Linked DNA regions of Mus musculus: all the other regions are linked to region 4. The links are chromatin contacts, called in public HiChIP or PLAC-seq maps. All regions are on one chromosome and are shown on one strand. The core of a region is the stretch at or near the end of the contact, and the rest is flanking DNA. Distances in the headings are between cores, read along the strand shown.

Region 1 (7,325 bases), core at 1,996-4,495, 490 kb before region 4:
TGATTGGGTTACCTTACTCAGGATGATATTCTCCAGATCCATCCATATGCCTAATAATTTCATAAATTCATTGTTTTTAATTGCTGAGTAGTACTCCATTGTATAAATATACCACATTTTCTGTGTCCATTCCCCTGTTGAGGGACATCTGGTTTCTTTCCAGATTCTGGCTATTATAAATAAGGCTGCTATGAACATAGTGGAGCATGTGTCCTTATTACAAGTTGGAACATCTGGGTTTATGCCCAGTAGAGGTATTGCTGGATCTTCCATTAGTATTATGTCCAATTTTCTGAGGAACCACCAGACTGATTTCCAGAGTGGTTGTACCAGCTTGCAATTCCATCAACAATGAAGGAGTGTTCCCCTTTCTCCACATCCTCACCAGCATCTGCTGTCACCTGAATTTTTGATCTCAGCCATTCTGATTGGTGTGAGGTAGTATCTCAGGGTTGTTTTGATTTGCATTTCCCTGATGATTAAGGATGTTGAACATTTTTTCAGGTGCTTCTCAGCCATTCGGTATTCCTCAGTTGAGAATTCTTTGTTTAGTTCTGTACCCCATTTTTTAATAGGGTTATTTGATTTTCTAGAGTCCATCTTCTTCAGTTCTTTATATATATTGGATATTAGCCTCCTATCTGATGTAGGATTGGTAAAGATCCTCTCCCAATCTGTTGGTGGCCTTTTTGTCTTATTGACAGTGTCTTTTGCCTTACAGAAGCTTTGCAGTTTTATGAGGTCCCATTTGTTGGTTCTCGATATTACAGCACAAGCCATTACTGCTCTGTTCAGGAATTTTTCCCCTGTGCCCATATCTTCAAGGTTTTCCCCCATTTTCTCTTCTATAAGTTTCAGTGTCTCTGGTTCTATGTGGAGTAACTTGATCCACTTAGACTTGGACTGTATACAAGGAGATAGGAATGGATCAATTTGCATTCTTCTACATGATAACAGCCAGTAGAGCCAGCACCATTTGTTGAAAATGTTGTCTTGTGCCCGGCAAATACAGAAGTGAATGCTCACAGTCATCAATAGGATGAAACACAGGGCCCTCATGGAGGAGCTAGAGAAAGTACCCAAGGAGCTGAAGGGATCTGCAACCCTATAGGTAGAACAACAATATGAACTAACCAGTACCCCTAGAGCTTGTGTATCTAGCTGCATATGTATCAGAAGATGGCCTAGTCAGCCATCATTGGGAAGAGAGGCCCCTTGGTCTTGCAAACTTTATATGCCCCAGTAACAGGTGAATGCCAGGGCCAAGAAGTAGGAGTGAATGTGTAGGGGAACAGTTCTAGGGGAGGGTATAGGGAACTTTTGGGATAGCATTTGAAATATAAATAAAGAAAATATCTAATAAAAAAATATTGAAAAAGAAAAAAGAAAATGCTGTCTTTTTTTCACTGGATGGTTTTAACTCCTTTGTCAAAGATCAAGTGACCATAGGTGTGTGGGTTCATTTCTGGGTCTTCAATTCTATTCCTTTGATCTTCCTGTCTGTCGCTATACCAGTACCATGCAGTTTTTATCACAATTGCTCTGTAGTACAGCTTGAGGTGATTCCCCCAGAATCTTCTTTTATTGTTGAGAATAGTTTTGGCTATCCTAGGTTTTTTGTTATTCCAGATGAATTTGCAAATTGCCTTTCTAACTCAGTGAAGAATTGAGTTGGAATTTTGATGGGGATTTCATTGAATCTGTAGATTGCTTTTGTCAGGATATCCATTTTTACTATATTAATCCTGCCAATCCATGAGCATGGGAGATCTTTCCATCTTCTGAGATATTCTTTGATTTCTTTCTTCAGAGACTTGCATATAGATATTTCACTTCCTTCTTTCACACTAAGGTATTTTCTATTATTTGTGTCTATTGTGTAGGGTGTTGTTTCCCTAATTTCTTTCTCAGCCTGTTTATCCATTGTGTAGAGAAAGCCCACTGATTTGTTTGAGTTAATTTTATATCTAGCCACTTCACTGAAGCTGTTAACAGGTTTAGGAATTCTCTGATGGAATTTTTAGGGTCACTTGTATATACTATCATATCATCTGCAAATAGTGGTATTTTGACTTCTTCCTTTCGAATTTGTATCCCCTTGACCTCCTTTTGTTGTCTAATTGCTCTGGCTAGACTTCTAGTACTATATTGAATAGGTAGGGAGAAAGTGGGCAGCCTTTTAGTGGAATTCTTTCCAGCTTCTCTTCATTTACTTTGATGTTGGCTACTGGTTTGCTGTATATTGCTTTTATTATGTTTAGGTATAGGCCTTGAATTCCTGATCTTTCCAAGTTTTTTATCATGGAGGGGTGTTGGACTTTGTCAGATGCTTTCTCAGCATCTAACAAGATGATCATGTGGTTTTTGTCTTTGAGTTTGTTTATATAGTGGATTCCGTTGATGGATTTCCGTATATTAAACCATCCCTGAATCGCTGGAATGATGGACTATTGTTTTGATGTGTTCTTGGATTCGGTTTGCGAGGACTTTATTGAGTATTTTTGCATCGATATTCATTAGGGAAATTGGTCAGAAGTTCTCTTTCTTTGTTGGATCTTTGTGTGGTTTAGGTATCAGAGTAATTGTGGCTTCATAGAATTAATTGAGTAGTGTTCCTTCTGTTTCTATTTTGTGGAATAGTTTGAGGAGAGTTGGAATTAGGTCTTTTTTGAAGGTCTGATAGAATTCTGCACTAAACCCATCCAGTCCTGGGCTTCTTTTGGTTGGGAGGGGATATGGGGCTGTATAGATCGTTAATCTGATCCTGATTTAATTTTAGTACCTGGAATCTGTCTAGAAATCCATTTCTTGCAGGTTTCCAGTTTTGTTGAGTATAGCAAAATCATTTCTGATTTTGTTAGTTAGGATGTTGTCCCTGTGCCCTCTAGTGAGTCTGGCTAAGGGTTTATTGTTGGGGCCGGCTTGAGGCTCTCATGTAAGATTTCGAGCCTGGGAGGCAGCCTGGATCTGAAAGAAAAGGAAACTAGGCAGAGAGAGAGAGAGAGAGAGAGAGAGAGAGAGAGAGAGAGAGAGAGAGAGAGAGAGAGAGATATGGAACCAATACAGTATTCTGATCAAGGCTCAAATTTTTAATGGGGGACAAGCTTTATAAAGGAGGGGGGAAGCCCATTCCTGCCAAATCATACTCGGAGCCCAGCTGCAGGTGACCAAGTGTAGGATCAGATGTAGACTGTGGAACAGCTAGGCAGACTCCCAGCAGGTAGCAGCAGCAGCAGTTGCTGAACAATAGAGTGATCCAGGGAGGCAGGCTCCACCCTAGGTGATCTCCTTAGTAGCAACAAAGTCAAGGTCTGGCTCAGCCTGCTTCAGGCTTGTTAGAGGCTACAGTTTATCTTTCTTGTTGATTTTCTCAAAGAACCAACTCCTGGTTTGGTTAATTCTTTGAATAGTTCTTTTTGTTTCCACTTGGTTGATTTCACCCTTGAGTTTGATTATTTCCTGCCTTCTACTCTTCAGTGAATTTGCTTCCTTTAGTTCTAGAGCTTTTAGGTGTACTGTCAAGCTGCTAGTGTGTGCTCTCTCTAGTTTCTTTTTGGAGGCACTCAGAGCTATGAGTTTTCCTCTTAGGAATGCTTTCATTGTTTCCCATAAGTTGGGGTATGTTTTGGCATCATTTTCATTAAACTCTAAAAAGTCTTTAATTTCTTTATTTCTTCCTTGACCAAGTTATCCACGTGAATGTTGGCTTTGTTTTATTTATGTTGTTATTGAAGATCAGCCTTAGTGCATGGTGATCTGATAGGAATCATGGGGCAATTTCAATATTTTTGTATCTGTTGAGGCCTGTTTTGTGACCAATTATATGGTCAGTTTTGGAGAAGGTACCATGAGGTGCTGAGAAGGTATATCCTTTTGTTTTAGGATAAAATGTTCTGTAGATATCTGTTAAATCCATTTGTTTCATAACTTCTATAAGTTTCTCTTTGTTTTTATTTAGTTTCTGTTTCCAGGATCTGTTCATTGATGAGAGTGGGGTGTTGAAGTCTCCCACTATTATTGTGTGAGGTGCAATGTGTGCTTTGAGCTTTACTAAAGTTTCTTTAATGAATGTGGCTGCCCTTGCATTTGAAACATAGATATTCAGAATTGAGAGTTCATCTTGGAAGATTTTACCTTTGATGAGTGTGAAGTGGCCCTTCAAAGTTATTTTTTAAAATAACTTTGGAAGTTGATTTTATTCGATATTAGAATGGCACTCCACCTCGTTTCTTCAGACCGTTTGCTTTGAAAATCGTTTTCCAGCCTTTCACTCTGAGGTAGTGTCTGTTTTTTTCCTCTGAGATGGGTTTCCTGTAAGCAGCAAAATGTTGGGTTCTGTTTGTGTAGCCAGTCTGTTAGTCTATGTTTTTTTTTATTGGGGAATTGAGTCCATTGATATTAAGAGATATTAAGGTAAAGTAATTGTTGCTTCCTGTTATTTTGTTGTTAGATTTGGGATTCTGTTCTTGTGGCTGTCTTCTTTTAGGTTTGTTGAAGGATTACTTTCTTGCTTTTTCTAGGGCATATTCTGTCCTTGTATTGGTGTTTTTCCATTATTATCCTTTGAAGGGCTGAATTTGTGGAAAGATATTTTGTGAATTTGGTTTTGTCATGGGATACTTTGGTTTCTCCATCTATGGTAATTGAGAGGTTTGCATAGTAGCCTGGGCTGGAATTTGTGTTCTCTTAGTGTCTGTATAACATCTGTCCAGGATCTTCTAGCTTTCATAGTGTCTGGTGAGAAGTGTGGAGTAATTCTAATAGGCCTGCCTTTATATGTTACTTGACCTTTTTCCCTTACTGCTTTTAATATTCTGTGTTTATTTAGTGCATTTTTTGTTCTGATTATTATGTGTCAGGAGGAATTTTTTTTCTGGTCCAGTCTATTTGGAGTTCTGTAGGCTTCTTGTATGTTCATGGGCATCTCTCTCTTGGTATGGGAAGTTTTCTTCTATAATTTTGTTGAATATATTTGCTGGCCCTTTAAGTTGAAAATCTTCATTCTCATCTACTCCTATTATCCGTAGGTTTGGTCTTCTCATTGTGTCCTGGATTTCCTGGATGTTTTGAGTTAGGATCTTTTTGCATTTTGCATTTTCTTTAATTGTTGTAATCATGTTCTCAATGGAATCTTCTGCATCTGAGATTCTCTCTTCCATCTCTTGTATTCTGTTGCTGATGCTCGCATCTATGGGTCCTGATTTCTTCCCTATGGTTTCTATCTCCAGAGTTGTCTCCCTTTAGTTTTTCTTTATTGTTTCTACTTCCATTTTTAGATCCTGGATGGTTGTGTTCAATTCCATCACCTGTTTGGTAGTGTTTTCATGTAAGGGATTTTTGTGTTTCCTCTTTAACGGCTTCTGGCTGTTAACCTGTGTTTTCCTGTATTTCCTTCTTAAAGTCCTCCATCATCATCATGAGAAGTGACTTTAGATCCTGTCTTGCTTTTCTGGTGTGATGGTGTATCCAGGACTTGCTATGGTGGGAGAGTTTGGTTCTTATGATGCCAAGTAACCTTGGTTTATGTTGCTTCTGTTCTTACGCTTGCCTCCCGCCATCTGATTATCTCAAGTGCTTGCTGCCCTCAATATATCTGATTGGAGCCTGTCCTTCCTATAATCCCAGTTGATTCAGGACTCCTCAGAGTCCAGCTTTCTCTGTGCTCCTTTGATTGTGGGCTCCTGTGAACCTGAGATTCTGGGTGTGTCAGAGTTCTTGGCAGTCAAGCTCCTCTGAGACCCTGAAATACTGGTGTGACCCAGTTCCTGTTATCCTGGGATCCTGTTGTCCTAAGATCCTGGGCATGTTACAGTGCCTGGAAATGGTGTCTTCTTTGAGGACAGTGGAGCTGTCTTGTCTGTTTGAAACCAAGGTAAACCAGAACTGATCAAAAGGGACCTGAGCTGAGCCTCTGGTCAGGAAGGGCTCCGGTGTCCTTGTTTCTGCTGTCACAGGCCCGTCACAATTGGATTGGAACTGATGTTGTGTTCTGCTCACCAGTGATCCTAAGACCGTGTGGAGAGTCCTCTAGGGACAGTCGGGATGTCCGCCGACTCTGTGCCCAAGGTAACCTGGTGCTGGTGCTGACTGGGCGGGATTTATTCCATTGGTCAGGCCAGTTTTCTGCTTCCCTAATGCTGTCTCAGGTCCTGCGAGATTGAATTGGAACATATGTTGTGTTCTGCTCACCAATGATCCTAAGATCGCGTGGAGAGTCCTCTAGGGACAGTGGGGGTGTCCGCCAACTCTGTGCCCAAGGTGACCCAACTGGAAGGGACTTGTGCCCCTGGTCAGGCCGGTTTTCTGCTCCCCTAATCGATATTTTGATTTATTTAAAACAGTTTGGGAGTTCTCTGCAGTCCACTCTGCATACTGAAGGGTGTGCTTACCTTCTTTTTTTTATTTTTTCCTTTCTTACTTGCCAAGGTAACAATCAATTACTTTCGTGCTTTAAAAATTATGCATTTGATAGTTTAGCAGTAGAAAATGGAACTTTATTTTAATGATTTTTTTTTTTTATGTTTTACTTATACTTCCAGAGTCATGTATTTATAGTTTTGGTTTGTTTAGTTATTTCTTTGAAATTTTTAAAAATCATGAAGTTACAGTTGTGGAGATGGTACAGTGCATCATACAAGTGCTTATGTACAAGGAAAAGGACCTAAGTTGAAATCCTCAGAACCCATATAAAACCCAGATAGCAGGTAATAGGTGTCTGTAATCCACACTCTCTTCCAATGAGATGGGCAGTGGTGACAGGAGAATTCTTAGAAAGTGGTGGGCCAATTAGCCCGGTGTAAATAGCAGGAAGCAAGAGACTCTGAATTAAGCAAGTTGGAATGAAAAGACTAACACCTGGGGTTGTCCTCTGATGTCCACACATGTGCTTTGGCACACATCTTCTTGACAACATAAACACATCACATGTACACACATAACACATACACAAACGGAGGAGATTAAAGAAAGTATTTTTAAACCTAACATGAATGTTTATGTCCTTGATATCCATCCAACAGAATGAAATATGTAGCTTTGAAAGTGTCCTTGGGTTCATGGTTTTCTTATAAATAGGCCATCTTTCTGCTCTGTTGTAGACATTATGCAGAATTATGAAGAACTTCAAAAATGTGATACTATTCTTGGTGTTTATAAAAGAAAGATAAAACAAAAAACAACAAACAACACAAAAACGTGATTTGAACTATGATGTATGGAAGACTCCCACACTTTGGCCACTATCAGTAGTATTTGTGTGATACAATGCCTATTCTTTCTTGTTGATGAGAAGGAATGCTATGTCCAAACTGTCAAAAGCATCTTGT
Region 2 (6,259 bases), core at 748-3,247, 410 kb after region 4:
TACACTCACTGATAAGAGGATATTAGCTCAGAAGCTTAGAATACCCAAGATACAATCTGCAAAACACATGAAACTCAAGAAAAAGTAAGACCAAGTGTGGATTCTTCGTTCCTTGTTAGAATGGGGGACAAAATACCCATGGAAGGAGTTATAAAGTTCGGAGCAGAGCCTGAAGGAATGACCATCCAGAGACTGCCCCACTTGGGGATCTATCTTATAAACAACCACCAAACCCAGACACTAGGCAGATGCCAACATGCTGACAGGAGCCTGATATAGCTGTCTCTTGTGAGGCTATGCCAGTGCCTGGCAAATACAGAAGTGGATGCTCACAGTCATCCATTGGATGAAGCACAAGGTCCCCAATGAAGGAGCCAGAGAAAATACCCAGGGGTCTGAAGGGGTCTGAAGCCCCACAGGAGGCACATCAATATGAACTAACCAGTACCCTCAGAGCTCCTTGAAACTAAACCACCAATCAAAGAAAACACATGGTGTAACTTGTGGCTCTAGCTATATATGTAGCAGAGAATGGCCTAGTCGGTCATCAATGGGAGGAGAGGCTCTTGGTCCTGTGAAGGCTCTATGCCCCAGTATAGGGGAATGCCACGACCATGAATGGGAGTGGGTGGGTTGGGGAGTGGGTAGGGGGGATAGGGGATGTTCGGATGGGAAATTAGGAAAGGGGATAACATTTGTAATTTAAATAAAGAAAATATATAATAGTAATAGTAATAATAATAATAATTTTTCCTTTCTTGGGATCCTGTTAGCTCCATTTCATTTTCTAAAGTTTCTTCAAACTTTCTTTGCAAGTCAAGCATTAATCTGCAACTACCATTGTGCAGCTCTTCCATTGTTTCCAAGATAAGAACACACAGCATGCACCTGGGCCATTAAGATTTTACTGTGCAGTGTCTCATGCCTCAATTTTTAATTCTTTAAAAATCATTACATCAAGGAACACCCAAATTCACAGAATTCACCAGAGCAGAAAGAAAAAGAAGTAAGAAAGTCAGATATAATAGAATTATCCATAGCAAGGACAATTGAAAAGCAGTCACACACAAATAAATCCATGCAGTCTAGGGCTAAGGTTAGGAGAAACCCTGTCTTCAAACACACACATACACACACACACCCGCAAAAAAAAAAAAAAAAAAGAGCTGCCGCAGGCTACTGAGATGTCTCCATCCCAGCCTACTGCAGGCAGTCCCCTATTTCAGATGGCAGGTCCCCCGAAGGGATGTGTTTCCTGCTTCTCAGGGTTTCAGAAGCCATCCTTTTCTACAAGGAGCTGCTGCGGGCTTCTAAGATGCCTCCATCCTGGCCTACTGCAGGTAGGCCCTGTCATTGTATGTTGTCCCCAGCAAGCTACAAAAAATTATGTGATCAAATAATGGAGAACAAATTTCAGGAGAAAGAATCAGAGGAAGTATCAACAAGAATTAGAAGCATGTTATATGTTTATATATTATTCATTCAATTCTTATATTAACAATACAAGATTTGCATGGGTGTTTCAGTGCACACAGATACACTTTTTTTTTTTTCTGAAAAATCAAAACAAAACAAGAGTCCATGGCTTTATCAGATTCACAAGGAGCGCCCTACAGTCCAGAAGAGATCCGCACACCTGCATGCCAGTGACACATTGACATGTGGGTTCCACAGGAACCACAAGAAACAGCAGCTGTTTCCAGTCTTGTCCAATGAAGTAGTCAGAGCTTTTCTCATAAGATTAGAATGGCATGGTAAGCCTCCTCCTCTCACCAGCTAAGAAGCTATTAGAAAAATCTGCAAGTGACTATATTATGTAACTCTTGTGTATCTGGGAGTATATAAGGAGATTGGGCAATGTAACCTCCCCCACCATGAAGCAGGCTGGGTCAGACTCCATTGCCACTGAGAATTAGACCACCTGGGGTGGAGCCTTCCTGCCTAGACGGCTCTATTGTTCTTCCACCCGCCACTTCACCTCCAAGACACTGCTACCTGCTGAGAGGCCGCTGAGATACTCCAGAGGAACATCCTATCCTGTACCTCCCCAAAAGGCTGGCTCCAGACACCAAGAATGGACTGGTGGGGGATGGGCCTTCCCCCTTATAAGCATACTCTCTTAGTAAACTGGCCTTGAACAGAACCTGTCTTGGTCTCCATTAATTTCTCTCGCACTCTAGTCTCTTTCAGCCCCAGCCTGCCTCCCAGGTGTACCCGGTTCAAGTAGGCCGCGGGCCAGCTTACAACAGGGCAATTCAATGTTAATTAAGTTCACTAGAACAGGCTATCATTATGTAGGTCTAGCATCCCTCTCACAGTTTGATTGGGAAATACCCCTTTCCCCAACTCTTATGGTGGCACTATTTGGAGAAGGTGTCATCTTTAGGAGACAGAGACTGGCCGAAAAAAACAGACCTTGTCTAGAGAAACCTCTTCTTACTTCCTGTCCCTTAGGAATAATTGCTACTCTTTCTTTTCCTTGATTTCTCCATGATGTCTACCAACCATGAACTGAATCCCCTGAAACCATGAGGTAAAATAAAGCTTTCTTCCTTTTTTCCCTTTTAAATCACAGTGATGAGAAGACCTAATAGTCCCTATAAAAAACAAAAAACAAACAAACAAAAAAACGGAACTAGTGCATGCCAGGTGGTGGTGTCAAATGCCTTTTGGCCCAGAACTCAGGAGACAGAGTCAAACAAATCTCTGAGTTCATGGCCAGTTTGGTCTACAGAGCAAGTTCCAGGGCAGGGCTGCGCAGAGAACCTGTCTCAAAAGACAAAACAAACAAACAAACAAACAAAAAAGAGGAAAAACTATTTGGGAACACAAGGATAAGGTTAGATCTATGAGTCAGTGGGAGGAGGTGTCTCAAAAATCAACCCTACTACAGGCTTGATCTCAAAATTCCATTCTTCATCAATGAGCAAAGTTTTCTGCTGTGAATGAACTGCCTTTAGTGTTTTGTTTTGTCCCCCTCTCCCCTGCCCCGACAGCCCTAGAAAACCAATAAAGAACCCCAATAATTACTCATTCAACAGTTACTGAACTTCTGGATACAGGAAAGTAGAAGTAAACAAAAGCATTCCAGAGCCCTAAATGGAATAGAGCAATTAATAGGGAAGAAAGTAACATGTGCCACTTTATAGTGTTAAGTAACAGGAATAAAAGTAGAGGCAAGATCATAAATGTTGGCAATTATAAAGATGGTAGTGTACAAACTTTGACAGAATGTGACACACTTAAAAGATGATATTTGAATGAAGACAACGAAATTAACAGTGGACCATGTAAACAAGTATATAGAGCATTATATACAGGGGGTAAGAGTGTGAATGAAAATTCAAAAAGTGAATTGATGAGTAACTAGAGAGATCATGAAGCAAAGCAATAAGAAGTTGGGTCAAGGAAGTAAGCAAACCCAATCCACCCGAAGTTCAGGTAGGGAGATCCTGGATTTTCCTACAGATGAGGAGACAGTCCTGAGGAGTCTGTGGTGATCATCCAAGTAAGAAAGCTTAGATGAGGATGGCAGTAAATGTGGTTTGACAGACTTGTTTGAATATTATGTGTCTACATGTTGTATTACAGGTCAGAAAGGTCTTCAATTTGTGTCAATCCTTTTGACTTCATCCCTTGATTGGCAGGACTGCAGATCTGAGCCACTATTCTGGGCCAAACCTTATGCTCTTCTTTTTTTTTTTTTTTTTTTTTTGTACATATTCATTGTACAGTTGTGAGTTTCCTAACTTTCATGGCATTTTCATTAGTCCATAATGTAGTACTCCCAAGCTTCTATTTTTATTTTGTTCACATACCCACACTTCAGTGTGCATACACATCTCCCCCTCCCTCTCTGTGGGAAGCCACATGTGCCGTTGCAGGGTGGCGCTGGCCACCACGCATACATAGGCAGTAAAGTTGTTTTTGCCAAGATGAGGTTTTGAGAATTAACCAAAATTAACCAATCAGATGAGAGACAAGTTAACCCATCAGATGAGAGAGAAGTTAACCAATCAGATGTAGGCATGCAAATAAGGTGGTAAGCATAACCCAAGCACAACCAATCCGGGTGTGAGACACGCCTCTCCTAGGCCTATATAAGCAGCACCAATTCTGGGCTTGGGGTCACTTCGCCTCTGCAATCAAGCTCTCCCAATAAACGTGTGCGGAAGGATCCTGTTGCAGCATCGTTCTTCCTGGCCAATCGGGAGCACGCAAGACCTCCCCACCCCCGCACACACACAAAATCTAGGCTCTATGAACAAGAATAAAATACTTATATGTTATGCAATTTCCTGTGAAGACATGAACAAATATCTATTCATCCCACAAAGGGCAGATCAAATAAATTACTCCATCCAAGTGTAGGTTAGTGGACCAGGAAGTTTATTAGTTGTAAGAGTGTTCATGTTTGAAGGCAGCTGCCTCACTGTAGAGTTACAGACTTGAAAGCTACAACTTTCAGGTAGGTGGGCTGGTTGAAAGTCTCTACATCCCAGAAAGTTTTTACTGTTATGTAACAGTAACTATTACATAATCAGTATATGTGTGAATCTTGTATGTTTCAGCTTTCTGGGACATTTTAAGCTTTGCTTAGTTCCCCAGTCTCATAAACCTGTCTCCTCCCTCCAGGATGGTTTCAATTCAAAGGAAACTGCTACACAACACTGGGAATATGATTTCTAGGTTCATTACATTTTTCTTGCAGTGACAATTTCATTGTTTATGGCTAAATAAAACTTTACTGAATACATATATACCACATTTTCTATACACCTATCAGTTGATGGACATATGCCAAATCCATAACTTGTCTACTATGAATAGTTTAAAAAACATTAAAAAAAAACCCATAGCATGTTTAAATTCACAGAAGTGGTATAGCTAATACATATTTTTTTTTTGAGGAATATCATTTTGATTTCCATAGACTGATTCACATTGTCTGATTACCAATGTGTAATGGCCAGCACCCCTTCCCAGCATTTATTTGTCTTAAACTACTTTTAGAAATAATTTAACTCGTGGCTAGAGATATTTAATACAATAATGATCAAACAGAACATGTATAAATATTCAAGTTTTTAACATAATTTGATTGGCATCTGGCCATATTATTTATCTATTGAAATGATACTTGAGGAATGTTTCCAGAGGGCAGGGCAAATTCTCTCAAGCTATATCCATAATAAATGTCCAAGTTATGCTGGATGAATGCCTTTAATGTTGTTGACCTACATGCCACCAGTAACTATGTCTTGCCTATTCAATTCAAAAAGTCCTCTGATTAACCCTTGAAAAGACAATATAGTCAGAATGAGTTTTAAAGACACTTTTGATAAAGTATCAATAACATAGCAGTATTTTAAGCAATATAGTTTACTTTTATTCCAACAGATAGTTCTTTTAAAATGCAATCATGGAGATATTATGTTTTCTAGGAAATAATCTAATGATGTATGCCTACAATAATGACTTGTAACTTTACTTTTGATGGTTTCACACAAATATAGAATATATTGTGACCATATTTACCCTCTCCCATTATTCTTACTCCTGTTCATTCCATTCTTCCCAAATAAGTCCCATTCTGTGTTCATATCTTATGTGCAGGAGTGTATATTTATTTAAATAACCACAGATACTGTGTTCATGGCTACAATGGCCATGCAACATCAAGAAGACTGTATTTCATGGTATTTCTCTCTCCAACTTCAAGCTCATGCAATCTTTTCACTCCATTTTTATGCAATGTTTCCTAGGCCTTGAAGGTGGTGACATAGAGATCTTATTTAGGCATGAGCTTTCAACAGTTATTCTCAGGACTTCAAACAGTTTCAAGTCTCTGCATTAACTATTACCCTCTGCAAAACAAAACAAAACATTTCTGACTCAGAGTAGCATTATATATCTAGGAGGCATTTTGGTTATGTGTCTATTTGGCAATACATCAGTAGTACATTCTCCTTAGGGTCTGTGATCTCACCAGTCACATATTTTTACAGTACCAGGCATGAATTCATTCTCAGAAAATCAGTCTCATATGCAATTAGAAAGTGGTTGATTACACTTAGTAATTACTAATGTGATTATATTATTAGTATTGCAAAAGAAGGTACATCTTGTCTGGCACAGTGGACCTGTAGCACATAGAACTCACAGTTCAGAAAGATCATTCATGATTTTTCTCACCCACCAACCTGCATAGTTCTCTCTTGCACTCAGTTCTAATTGGATTTCTCTGAACCCTGTCTCC
Region 3 (6,511 bases), core at 1,270-3,769, 430 kb before region 4:
TTTTTGATTAAAGGTGTTACCTGATATCTGTTGTTTCCAAATAAGTAATGAATTCTCTGCTTTCTACAAAGACAAACCCTAGAAGATCCCTACAAGTTGAGATACATTGAGTTTACACTTTTATTCAGTTCAAAATTTTCTCTTCTCTCTTTGCTTGATGATGGCTGCAGAGGGTCCAGGTAGCTGAAAGCCATCTAACAGTGCTTGTTATTGAGCTCCTATTTAATATCAGAAAACCTTTTTCGGACAACCTGGTTTCTTAGACTTCCTATGAAAACCAATTTTATGGCTCACAGAGTATGGTCTATTTTGGCAAACAGTTATATATATATACACATATATATGTGTGTGTGTGTGTGTATTTGTTTGTTTTATTCTTCTTGAACTAATGGATGTTGAGTGGTGTGTTCTGTAAGTTGTCAGTAGCTCACTTAGTTGTTATTCATCTTCCATATTCTTGCTAATTTCCTGTTTACCTTCTATAGTGTTTAGAAATACTGAAATGCATAGTTTTATTGTGGAGTAGTCTGTTGAAATACTATCAGTTTTTGCTTTGTGAAGCTTCCTTATTAGGTACATGTATGTAGAGATTCTTGTGTTCTTTGATAGCTTAGTCCATTTTTCTTATAAAATAACCCTCTTTGTCCAGGGTACAACATCTTTTGTTATATAGTAATTTATCTCATATTAACATAGATACATCAACTTTCCTTTGACTAATATTGACACAGTGTATCTTTCATTCTTTTACATATATCACATTTATATATTTATAGAACTTCTTTGTTAATTGAAAATGTCCATAAGTAATACCTGCCTTTTACTACAGTTTTTTTAGTAATCCAATCTTTTAAAAATATTACTCAGTGTCAGTTTTTTTAATATCTGGGTTGTAGTTTTCCTGAGTAGAAGTACCTTTCGAGACAAGGTTTTGTATTGACAGAGGCCACCCTGTCCTTGAATACTCTATCCTCCTAGCCTCCTGTGTACAGATGTGAACCACCAAGCCTGACTATAAGACTAAAATATCTTTTTAATATCTTTGTTATTTCTTTATGAATATATGGGATGCATTTGTACTAATAACTAAATATGATTGTTTTTTTCTATCTGTCAGTTCTGATGGCTTTTGATTTTGATAAGGGTTTTCTCTTGATTATGAGTTTTCTCTTAATTACTTTTCTACTTACTTGCATATCTGATATTTGGGTGCTAGATGTTATGATATTTACTTGATGAGTGCTGCATTTTCTCCCCATTGTTTATTGATATGAATCATGGTATGAATTGATCAGTTTCATAAGAACATTTTGAGTCAAATGTGTCATGTATTTATTTTTGTTTTTTGTTCTGAAATGTTGAAAGTCATTTATTACTTAATTTTAACATTTCTGATTTGGGTTCTGAGCAGTATTTTACTGTATGGGGTATTATTTCCTAAGCATTTTACCCAATATTTTCTTACTTATGCAATTATGATTTATGGCTAATGGGACAATTTTTTTGTTTGTTTGTTTTGCGGGGGGGGGATTGTTTGTTTGTTTTTCGAGACAGGGTTTCTCTTTATAGCCCTGGCTGTCCTGGAACTCACTTTGTAGACCAGGCTGGCCTCGAACTCAGAAATCTGCCTGCCTCTGCCTCCCGAGTGCTGGGATTAAAGGCGTGCGCCACCACGCCCGGCTCGGGACAAATTATTGTGTAGACAATATTACCAGAATACCTCAGAACATTTCTTTAATTAACTGTAAATTTGTTTTTCTTTTTATAAGTATTGCCTTGACGAATATTCCAGGGCAGCCCTGAGGGACTCTCTCATCATATGCGTTCTTTTCTTTAGCACTCTGTACCAAGATCTTTGGATTTGTAGGACTGTTACTATTCTTTGCTTTAGACTCCTTCTGGCTCTTGCAAGGTCCCCCCCTCCCCTTGTGTTTTGTAGCTTTGACTCTTAAGTAGGTTATCTGTTGTTGGCTGAAATTTTTTCTTACATGAGGCTTTTTCTGAGATTTGCACATGATCTCAATTTTAAATTATGCCATAGACCAGCCCCAGTCGGCCTCTCTCAATCTGTGGAAAATTAGGGTTCCGGACAGGTGGGCATGGAGTTGGCGATGAAAAGAGTGACAAACAGACATGGACACAGAGAGAGTGTGTATCTGAATGTATTTTCTCAAAGCCAGCACCAGTCTTATAATACAGAAGACAAACAAGAAAGCTAGGCGAATACATTCATCAAGGTACACTGATTCTTAACACAAAACAAAGAAAATGCATACATAAAAAGATAGTGGGAGCCAGGCCTTGTTTACAACTGAGAATAGGAACAACCCTTAATTAAGATCAGCTAAACACAGGAGCCAGGTGAATGCTCTGATACAATGCTAGTCTATTGTTAAACCCACCACCAGAGGTCCTTTAGTAAATACCTGATTATGCTATTCCTCTGGGCCTAGTGAAAAACCTGATCCAGGGGAATTCAGTTCTACTAACCCTTTCATGGGTAATACTACAACCCACCTATTTCCTAGGCCATTGTGTTTTCTTGTGTATGGGAGTGACTCGCCTATTGTCCTAAGTAATTACTATGCAGACTAGCCCTGAGCTTTTCTAGCTCTGTTCTTTGTAATGCCTAATTAGTTTCACTGTCTCTACTAGAAGTAAATTTGAGTGTTACTGAGTAGATAACATTTTTCCTGAATTCCAAGCTCATGGCCGGCTTCAAGGACTTCCTAGGACATTGGAACACTGGCAAAGGCTTAGCTATATATCAAAATCAATCCCTAAAGGCACTTATAATAAAACAATACTGAAAGAGAGCACACGGATCTATACACCAGACTAACATGGGGACAGGTTTTGGGTGTACGTGCTATGGGAATGCCAGGGTTCAAGGAGGCTAAGTTTCCATGAAACACTGCCTCTGGACTGCTTCCAGGTTTCTAAACCTGTCACGCAGACTTCACTGGAGTGGATGTAGCAAAATTACTTTGGTTTTTAATTAATCGTGGGCCAGTTTTATAAGAGAATGCACAATTGTTGCTTTTACTTTTGGACTGCAACTAAATATTCTCAAGATTATAGCTCTAAGATGATCAATAACTTGTCATATGGAATACAGAATTTCTCAAGTTTAGAAAATTGTAGTGTGGTATTAGTGCTTTTGTTTCCTTTTTTTTTTTTTTTTTGTTTTTTTTGAGACAGAGTTTCTCTGTGTAGCCCTGGCTGTCCTGGAACTCAAACTCAGAAATCCACCTGCCTCTGCCTCCCAAATGCTAAGTTTAAAGGTGTGCACCACCACTGCCTGGCTGTTTTATTTCTTTCTTATAGTGTGTATAGATTCCGTTTGTTTATTTCTGCAACAGGGTCTCTAAATATGGCCCAGATTGGCCTCTTCACCATGTAGTTCAAACAGGCTTCTATCTCATGACAGCTGCTAAATTTGGTCTCCTGAGGTGTGTACTACTACACTGGTTGAATATTCAAAAATGCCATTTTTAAATACTAGTATATAATAATATTATTAATATAATATAAAACATTAACATATAATAGCAATATATATAATTTATATATTTATTTTAAAATTATCGGGACTCTTTTCAGTTATTATTGTAACAGTATTATATTGACCATTTTTTGAGTTCTTTTTTTTTTTTTTCATTTTTTGAGTTCTTAACAGAATGTTGAAGTGTAGTTCACCCTAGAATGCTGATTTTAAATTTTTTGTGTTAGAACTGTGACCTACTATTAGTGCTGAATGTTTTGCTGAAGTGAGTTAAGCTAATGCATGAGGTTGCTTTATGACTTATGCTTGTCCCCTGTCCTGTTTCTCCTTCAGTCCAGAGGCAGAGTCCACCTATATCTTAAATGTTGATGAAAAGAACAAGTTGGGGGCCAAGATTATCAAGGCAGAAATGATGGGGAATATGGTAAGACCCCATGTGTTTTCACTTGGAGAAGAGTGTAATGTTTAATTATCACAGATTATTTAGAACAATCAGTCATTTAGTCTGTGGCATGCTTTGAAGATAATTACTGTTTCTTAATTTCTTAAAGAAATTCTTGAGAATTTCTAGAAATACTACTCTTACAGTTCCTCTTACAGAGAAATATATGTGCTGTCTCCCCTTTATTAGATTTCTGAAATCTATGAAAAAAAATGGTATTTTAAAGCACTTTTCTATTTTGGGACATAGTTGTAGGAATTAAAGGTGTCTTTGTTTTATTTCCATTTTAACTTATTAGGAATGCTTATTTTCTTTTTGTAAAAATTTAATATTCTTTAAAAATTTTTATTAATGTCTGTATATGGGTCTGTGTATATTCATTTACATTGGGATGCCCATGGAGGCCAGAAAAATGTATTGGATCCCTAAGATATGTGGGGGTATAGGTAGTTGTGAGCCACCCGAAGTATGTGCTGGGAATTGAACTCTTGTCGTCTGTAAGAGCAGCAAATGCTTTTAATCACTGAGCTTTGTGCAGTCCAACAGTGCTTATTACTTTCTTAAAATGAAAACCTAAAATCCTGTCACCAAAGCTGATGACCTGAGGTTTATGTGACCCACATACTGAAAGGAAGAGAACTTATTACTGCAAGTTGTCCTCTCATCTCTATACACATGCTCTGATGCATCACACCAATAAATTACAAATGTTTTAAAAAGAGCCTAAATAATGATTATGAGTGGAAGACCAATTTGTCTCAAGTTAAAGAGAAACAGGAGTGATTTGTTAGGAACTACTCACTCAACCATGTATTTATGGTGATATGCCCATTATACTAATTTGTGTTAACTTAGATATGGCAGAGTAGCAAAGCTAGGAATCTTTCTATGTTCTAGTATAGTAAGCCCACTTCTAAGCATGGGTTTATTTTAAATTTAAATGTAAATGCTCTGTACATTTTTTATTCTTTTATACTATCAGAACAGTTTTCCTTAATAATTCAAGAGGCAGCTAAAGAAGATCAGGTTTTTATCTCAGTTTTTTTATAGACTGTGTCTATTCCCTGTCTTTCTTTGAATCAGTGAAATTTAGCTCAGCCTAAAAATTAGTAAGAGAGATGAGTTAACTATCAAATAATTATAGTAGGAAAAACCTGAAGTTTAATGTTTGAAAGCACAGAGGAATCAATGAAAACAGTGGAGTGGTCACATAGTAGTAGGTTAACTTATATTTAAAAAAGCAGTGTTCTATTTTTCATGGAAGCATTGCAGATTAGCATGTTCTTTTTTGTCACATAAATCTATTTAGTTTATCATTTCTTGTGTGTTTTACATAAATTTACAAAGTTCTTAGGATAGTGAAATATATTAAAATTTTTTATGTAAATTTCTTTTTTTTTTTTTTTTTGGTAGGGTAAATTTCTTATCAGAAATGAAGAAAATAAAAATTTTTTGTGATCTCTTCCTATGTCAAATAACTGAAGTTTTCCATATTAGAAATTTGTAATACCTAAGAAATTGCAAAAGTGTGATTCTTAATATATTTCTAGTGTATTTCTTCTATTTTTATGCCTCTCAAAATACAATTTCTTAAAACTATTCACCTCAAAACCATAAACAAATGATCTCATCTAGCAATTTGTATCTGAGGTATACACATTAAAATTTAGTGTGAATTGATAATTGAAGATAGCTGTTGACTATAGGGCTTTTTTGCTAAGCTGTTTTCTGTCTTATATCTTTGAAATAGTCTGTAATGAAAAATTTAACACCACAGCTTACGATCTTATTTTCAAGGAATTAGCTGAACAACTTAAAGCCCAACTTAAAGAGGCAAATAAATTTAAAGAAACACAGATGCCGGCAAAAAGATTGGGCGTAGAGGTAAGTAATAAAAGTTTATTTGATTATGTATATTATTACTTTGTTTAGTATTATTGCTATTGTAACACTAGATGTCTGTGTGTAAATTTCATGAGGATTCCTTCATGGAAACCTCATCCTAGGGCCAATGAAATCTGCTTTTATTCTAGATTCTGCAGGTTGGTGTCTTTAAATTCTTTTTGTACAGAAAATTAATAGACTTCAATTAGATATTAATTTTATACAAGGCAAATTATTTTATCAGTGGTTTGTTCATTTACTTAGGATTGCATGGAACAAATAAAAAGAACTTTCATTTGAGTAGGGATGAAGGGACAATCAAAAACTAAATGATGATGTCTATCAGAAGGTTATATGTCGTGCTCCAGGAAGAGTGAGACAGAGAGTTTTAAGTCACAACTAGATTTGGAGTTAAATCTACTACTTTTTTTTTTTCTGGCAAATACTGATCTTTCTTACTATAATATTGGTAATATATTTATGGGAGGATAGTATTTGCTTCCCCATAGCTACTTTACATACCAGTAGATAATGTTCAACCCTGGCTATATCACCAAGTTGACTTAATGAAAAGTATTTTGTTTTCTTCTTTCTTCCTTTAACTAAGAACTCACAAATTTTGTGAGCCATAAGGATGATTTATAGATCTGAATGGATAAGACACAGCACTTTGAGATTTA
Region 4 (6,691 bases), core at 928-3,427:
CTTCTTATGCTTTATTTCATTGTGAGATATATTTTTACTTTTTTGTATGTCCAGGAATGTTGTTTCCAGGAAATAAATTCATTTTGAAGTTGTCTGGCTGACTAGATATGTAAAGTTTCTTTGACCTTATCCTCAAATTGTACATGATCTTGTAATAGTGAAGCAAAAAACAAACAAAACAAAACAAACAAACAAAAACAAAAAATACCACCCCTCCCCCTCCCCCCCAAAAAAACCCCCCCAAAAAAGAAAATCCACAAAGTATAGTTTCTTCTCTTGTACTCAGGTAGAAGAAAGAAAATCTTGGGGTCTTCAGAAGACTTAGAAACACACAAGATGCCCTCTCCCTGTTAAGTCTTCCATTTTAGAAACTGTCATTTTCCACAATACTCTTAAAATATAATTATATAGTCTATGAACCTAGATTGAGTTTGGGGTTTTTCCAGTTAAAATATAAAGACAGAGAAAAATCTCTAAGGGCAATGGCTCAGAGAAACCTCAAGCACAACAGATCAGCAATTGAAAAATTGGGAGTGAAGAACCACATTGGTGCAGCAATCACACAGAGAAGAAGACATTCTTTTGCACAGCAGAGGGGAGCCTGAAAAGCAGAAAAATCCAGTCTCTTCTTGAGGGCTGAGGATTTTAAACTATTGGAAGACTTTTCATAATTTAGGCTGTTCAGTTTGAAGAAAGATGGGATAGTTGATTAACCCAGAAGTGTTGTGTTTCACATCCTGAACAGACCTTGAACTTGTTGAGCCAGCCCATCAGCAGGGGGCCTGCAGTTGGTAGAAAAAAAAATCTAATAAAGCCTTTGTTTTAAGCTGCATGGCTTTTGTCAAAAGTTAGGAGAGTGAGGAAGAAGCCAGTGGTCTTGGAAATTTGTCACCTGGGTGAGGCTCTTCTCCTTATCTGCCCACCAAGGAATTTGTCTAGTACTTAGTCTCTGAATAGTGCTGAATGTCATGATAACTTCAAATGAATTCCTTAGGGAAAAGATACCCAGAAAACAGCAGAGTGAACATTTGGGTTTATCTTTATCCTTTCCTGGAGTATAATTTTTTATTGAAAAATCAGGAAAGTTGAGGTAAAATTCTCCAATGCTGCCAAAAGTACAAGTCCTGAGAGGCATTGGTCATTTGTAATTTGTCTTGTGATTATGTTTGGATTTACTCACACAAACATTTCTTATGATACTATGTTAATATAAAGATTAAATTGATATCTCCCCACGTAGGGAACATCTAGTCCAGCAGAAACTGCTGCTGCAAGATCCCTTTGGGGTATCTTCTCTCATGAGGATATTTTGGGTGCTGACTCAACCTATCTTATCCATAAGGTCCTTCAGCTGTGGCAGGCTGGGAGGGTGTCACTGGGTGCCCACTAAGTGCTTGAGAGAGAAGTGGTATGAGCTCAGCAATGCTGCTGTAATTTTATGGTTACCAAGACTAGGATCATACCCATAGGCTGCTCTCTCGTAGCTCTTGCTGAAAGGTATCAGGAGAGGTTTCAGAGTACAGCAGTGTGAACATAGAAACCACTTCCAAAGTTTCAACTGTCGTATCATTTAACTCAACTGTAACTTTCTGGTAATGAGGCTCACAGTTTAGGACTGAATCAGTAATATCAACACCACTTTGGTGTTAGATCTTTGAATATATCAAAGTTCTGTTTTGGAGTTTGCTTCTATCTGAGCTGCCTGTGGCTGGTTCATTACCACATCACACTTGAATAGAAAGAAAGTTGCAAAGATACTGTTCATTTTTTTCAGTGCTTTGACATGAAAGAGAGGGATCAAATCAAACTAGCAAGAAATGACCACTACAAAAACTAATTCATAAATTTTGTGAAGACACAAGACACACACAAACACACACACACACACACACACACACACACACACACACACACACACAAGTAACTGCCAGCGGCCACACTAACTGGGTTCCTGAGTGGGAGGCTGGAGCCGTATGTAAGGAAACAGCGAGAGAAATAATGGAGGCCAAGACACATTTCTGTTCAAGACCCCAAAGTTCACTAAGAATCTGTGTTTATAAAGAGGGGAGGCCCATCCCCATCTATCCATTCTTGGTGCCTGTCACCAGCCTTTAGGTGATCTGCCAGATGCTGTCTCCAGAAAATCTCAAGGGCCTCTCAGCAGGTAGCAGTGTCTTGGAGAAGAGCGGTGTCAGGTGACAGAACAATAGAGCCATCTAAGTCAGAAGGTTCCACCCCAAGTGGTCTTATACTCAGGGGCAGTGAGGTCTGAATCAGCCTGCTTCAAAGCTGGGGGAGGCTCCAATTCCTCCCTAAATATTTAATAAAAATTAGCTGGACTGGGGCATAACATTTATTTATGCTCCATAGTCCTGCCTGGGAATTATGGTGGCTGGCGGCCGCACCTGTTTTGGGGACTCAGATTTTTCCATGAACTATTCTTATCCGTCAAGGAGAATATATGGACCTTGTTTGTGTTTATTTTGCACAAACATGGCTCTGTGGTGTATTATTAATAAATCATGGCCTCTTGGCATATACCTCTGTCTTAGATTGATATAGTTCAGAAATCTGGTTGCCCGACATTGGCTAACTGGCCCTCATAGTACACCTTATTCCCAAATCAGACCAAAGCCACAATATATACAAAACAACAAACAAACAAACAAAACAGGTGTGGTGGTGCATGCCTTTAATCCCAGCACTTGGGAGGCAGAGGCAGGTGGATTTCTGAATTCGAGGCCAGCCTGGTCTACAAAGTAAGGTCCAGGAGGGCTATACAAAGAAACCCTGTCTCAAAAAACAAAAACAAAGAAACAAAAAATTATGCTTCTTCATATCGATGAATTTCTGCCACCTGTGCTTGCTGGAGGAGAGGCTGCATGTTTGCTGTAGACAGGCTGTATGGCATTGACTGATCTGCTTGGAAAAACAAAGTCTAGACAGTTGAAAAACAACAAGATAAAAGCTTCTTTGGGGAAGTCCAGGTACTCTATTCAGTTGCAAATTAGCAATGATCAGGTTCAAACTCTGGCATCCTGGTGTAGGAGAGGTGGCTTTGAGAATCAACAGAAAGGCTGTTTCTCATGTAAATTCCAACTTAACTTTACTAGCTAATAAAGATTTTTAGCTATATTCATAATAGGAATATCTAATATTGGAATTATTACTACACCAGTCCAAGATTGAGTTAGAATAACTGGTGGACATTAAAGGAAAGAGAAGAATCATTATAACTCCTACTTATGACTAATTTTTTTTTAAGTCAGATTCCACGGCCTCTAATGTTCTCTGTCCCATAAGGTTAAAAAGCTTGAAGCAAGGCAGCTTAGCTTGTCCAATATGGGACAAAGGCAAGCAAGGGTGGGTCAAAAACATATACCCAAATAAGCTTTCTTGTCAACACCATCAGGGCACTCAGTGAACTCACAGCTCGGCCTGTCACATAAATCATTCTGGCAGTTGTCATGCTTCTGCAGCATTCCGTGGAGAAAACCTAAGCTTTCCTTCTTCCCCAATATAGGGTAGCTGTTCAGGATCAAGCCATATGCCAAGAAGTAGATCCTTTTCATGATTATGTCTACTTTTAAGATACTATAAGGCATTTAGTAAGTTGACATCCAAATTTTAAAAATAAAAATGTGATTTAAATAATGTGCATGGGGATATAATTACTCCCTTTTTTTGTTTTTTAAGAAGATACAGTTTTTAAAGTCCCACAATACCTTGTCTTTGAGAATTATAAAAAGTCTTAGTAGCATGGGTAACATTAAATTGTTGAGAAAACATCTCAAATACTGGCTATAAAGCCAGTTCCATTATCTGTTTTAATCTGATTTGGAACAACAAGTATATAAAAAAAATTAACATAGGCAATAGCTAACTACACTTTTAGTTGTTTCTTTTGTAGAGCAGTTGTAACTAGAAAGCTTGAAAAGGTATTAATGGCCACATGTGCTTTATTTATTTATTTATTTATTTATTTATTTATTTATTTATCAGAAATAAGAGTATCCATTTGCAGCAAGTAACTAAGTATAAGTCCCCAAGAACTAACACCATTATGTGGAAACAGGTAGAAACTGAGGACACTAAGAACGCATTTTTTACAATTTGACATGCACAGTCTCTAAAAATACCAAAATATTATCTTAAGCCATTACTATTTTGATGATGTAAAGAACGAGATTATATGGCCAATTATTTTTGTGTAAGGCCTGTAATCTGGCTGGGATATAAATCTAGCAGGGCATTGCCTTAAGAGGTCCAGGCAATCTAGGACAAATTTTTAAATGTCCAAAACCAGTCTTCTTAAAAGAACAGCATTTTTTCTTATGAGTTGTATATGCATAAACAATTGCAAATTTGAGAATTTATAGTATCTGAGGAGCAAACAATTTTAAGCAATTGTAAGTTCTGAGATATATATTGACTATTAATATACAAATTAAAGCTTGATTATTCAACATTTTACAACACTGTCTACAGCACACAATTTAATTATTTGTGTTGAAGCAGGAAGAAACTCAAACGAATAAACATGTGATCCAATTCACATATACTTTTTCCCATAGAAGGGCTGTTTTTAAATACAGTAAATGGGATGCATGCATGCATAAATTTACAGGAGATACAAAAGCATAAATAAAAACAATTTTTAACTTATCTTTAGGATAGTGATTATCAATTTTATTTAAAATGATGGTATACAATAGGCCAAATATCAATATTCTGCAATGACCAATTTAATTGCTGTTTGGAACAAGGAACAGACACTTTGTCAGGTTTTTAAGACATGATTTTTGTTATAGTTTTTCTAAAATATATGAATTTATCTTACAATTCTTATGTAGCACCAAAGCAGCCTTATAATAGGATGTTAAAACTTTTCTTTGAGGTGAAGAAAGATGATTTTACATTAATGTTTTCTTTTGCCAAAGAATTGCTGTGGGCAAATTTAATAACCATAACTAAAATAAGCAGGTAGTATTTCATTACCATTGATTATAACTGGTAACAATTATAGAAGCTTCCTTTACTTTCTGCAAAGCCTTTTGGTCTTTACTAGTTAATTTGTGTCTCTAGAGATAACATCCAACAAAGGTTTAAGTCACTTTGAGACCTTAAGGTGAGGTCTTAGCCAATTAACATCTCCTAGAAGCTTTTGAAAATAAAATTTTGAAGCAAATCAATTTTTCTTTCTTAGATTTTCTGTACCACAATTTTCTAGTATAACTAAAACCCGAAATATTATAAAGATGTTGCCTCTGACTCTTTTCTGGAGCAACAGCTACTCCCCAGAACTTTAAAGCTCACTGTGTAAGAGCAAAGATTTGAAGTAAACTTCCTTTTAGAGGAATTAGCTAATTAAATACATTCCACACTGAAAGATTCAAACTCTTAGCTTCTTGTATAGAAGCAGAGACAATAAATTTTTTCTTACATAATGTAAAGCTATATTAGCCATACCTAGAGGCAAAATTTTCCAGTGATCACCAGTTCACTAGAAGCAAACCATTTATAATTATCAGAATGCAAAGAAAAAAAACAAACTTTTCAATCTATAATAATTTTATATAAAGTAGGCAAGCCAGATTGTAATGTCTTGATAAATTCTACAGCTAGATGGAACTTTTATAAATTCTGAATTTAAGCATTATTTAGAACAACATCTGGATAGATCTGCAACAATTTTTTTTTTCTAAAAAGAAATTCCCCTGAAGGCAGGCAAGAACTTCCCTAGGCACTGTTTGCAAAACAAAAGAAAGCCACACAAGCCCTGCTGAGGCTGCTCTGAGCTTGGTATAATTGTATGGCCACAGAGAGCTTTATTAGTGCTCTAATCAGATGATTACTCGTGTAATTATCCTAATTAAAATACATAGGTGAATTAAAGATCTTAAATTTGCAATCAAACTGCAAGCTGCAATCAATGGAACATTGGCAATTTTAACTATAATTTAAGTTTTTAAATGCAACTTTAGAATATATATATAACTTTTGGTGAGCAAATCCCAATTTTAAACAATTTATCATCTTTAAACTCAATACTAGAAACATCAATATCATGTTACAAAGTTTGGCTGCCAATTTATACATATAAATGCATGACAGTGCAACTTTTAATGCTTCATTAAAGAGACATTGTTTTAAGTCTACTTTCTAGGATAAAAATTTCATAAAATATTATCTCAATTTAGAAGTATCCTAGAGGCCTAGTTTTCTGGGCTGGTTTTTACCACGTGTTGTTATTTAAAATTACTCAAATTCTGAGTTACCAATTTAAAGCTGACTTTCTTGTAACCAATGTTATACCTTTTTGATCATACCCAATAATTTATAAGCCAATATTTTATGACCAAGACATACAGAGCATATTTATACCTTTAAGACCAGTCAAAAACCAAATTAAGTGGCTCCACGAATCTTATAAATTTAGACTAATTAAATAATTTTACTTTTTATAGCTATAATTTTAAGATAATAAGCACTTTGTCAATTGCTGAACCCAATTGTAGAGAATTTTCTGGGAAAAAAACAACTATCAGATTATTTGCCTTAGAACTAAGAAGCTGCAGACTCCTTTTCTTAAAGAAAAAACAACAACAACAAAACAAACAAACAAAAAAACAAACAAACAAGAAAAAAACAGTTCTTCACCAGGAGCTTCCCTGCTGTGCGTCATTCCTGG

Evidence for each region. HiChIP or PLAC-seq counts read pairs in DNA pulled down with a chosen protein or histone mark.
Region 1: a contact with region 4 is called in an H3K27ac HiChIP or PLAC-seq map of embryonic stem cells, with 10 read pairs. The contact joins two enhancer-like sites. A contact is called at or near these places in 2 of 115 datasets of contacts at active chromatin or transcription factors (both in embryonic stem cells) and 1 of 9 other capture datasets (embryonic stem cells).
Region 2: an H3K27ac HiChIP or PLAC-seq map of embryonic stem cells shows a contact between it and region 4, with 2.4 times the contacts expected there. The contact joins two enhancer-like sites. A contact is called at or near these places in 1 of 484 Hi-C or Micro-C datasets (embryonic stem cells) and 2 of 115 datasets of contacts at active chromatin or transcription factors (both in embryonic stem cells).
Region 3: an H3K27ac HiChIP or PLAC-seq map of embryonic stem cells shows a contact between it and region 4, with 4 times the contacts expected there. The contact joins two enhancer-like sites. A contact is called at or near these places in 1 of 484 Hi-C or Micro-C datasets (embryonic stem cells) and 4 of 115 datasets of contacts at active chromatin or transcription factors (all in embryonic stem cells).

What each region holds. Positions count from the first base shown.
Region 1 is chr9:3,373,271-3,380,595 of GRCm38.p6, forward strand. The region is part of intron 10 of Alkbh8 (alkB homolog 8, tRNA methyltransferase); the gene reads left to right. Among named protein-coding and RNA genes, the nearest start is that of Gm23275, 19 kb to the right of the region's middle. Within about 2 kb of position 3,246, at least 8 of the 459 cell types and tissues checked have an H3K27ac peak or open chromatin away from gene starts, as enhancers often do. A contact at or near this core is called in embryonic stem cells, where this site is marked.
Region 2 is chr9:4,282,089-4,288,347 of GRCm38.p6, forward strand. No RefSeq gene overlaps it. Among named protein-coding and RNA genes, the nearest start is that of Aasdhppt, 24 kb to the right of the region's middle. Within about 2 kb of position 1,998, at least 26 of the 459 cell types and tissues checked have an H3K27ac peak or open chromatin away from gene starts, as enhancers often do. A contact at or near this core is called in embryonic stem cells, where this site is marked.
Region 3 is chr9:3,437,217-3,443,727 of GRCm38.p6, forward strand. Cwf19l2 (CWF19-like 2, cell cycle control (S. pombe)) reads left to right here. Exons shown (of 18, transcript NM_027545.2): 9 at 3,839-3,929; 10 at 5,745-5,831. Among named protein-coding and RNA genes, the nearest start is that of Cwf19l2, 36 kb to the left of the region's middle. Within about 2 kb of position 2,520, at least 12 of the 459 cell types and tissues checked have an H3K27ac peak or open chromatin away from gene starts, as enhancers often do. A contact at or near this core is called in embryonic stem cells, where this site is marked.
Region 4 is chr9:3,869,229-3,875,919 of GRCm38.p6, forward strand. All of the region lies in intron 7 of Gucy1a2 (guanylate cyclase 1, soluble, alpha 2), which reads left to right. Among named protein-coding and RNA genes, the nearest start is that of Gm45957, 270 kb to the right of the region's middle. Within about 2 kb of position 2,178, at least 15 of the 459 cell types and tissues checked have an H3K27ac peak or open chromatin away from gene starts, as enhancers often do. A contact at or near this core is called in embryonic stem cells, where this site is marked.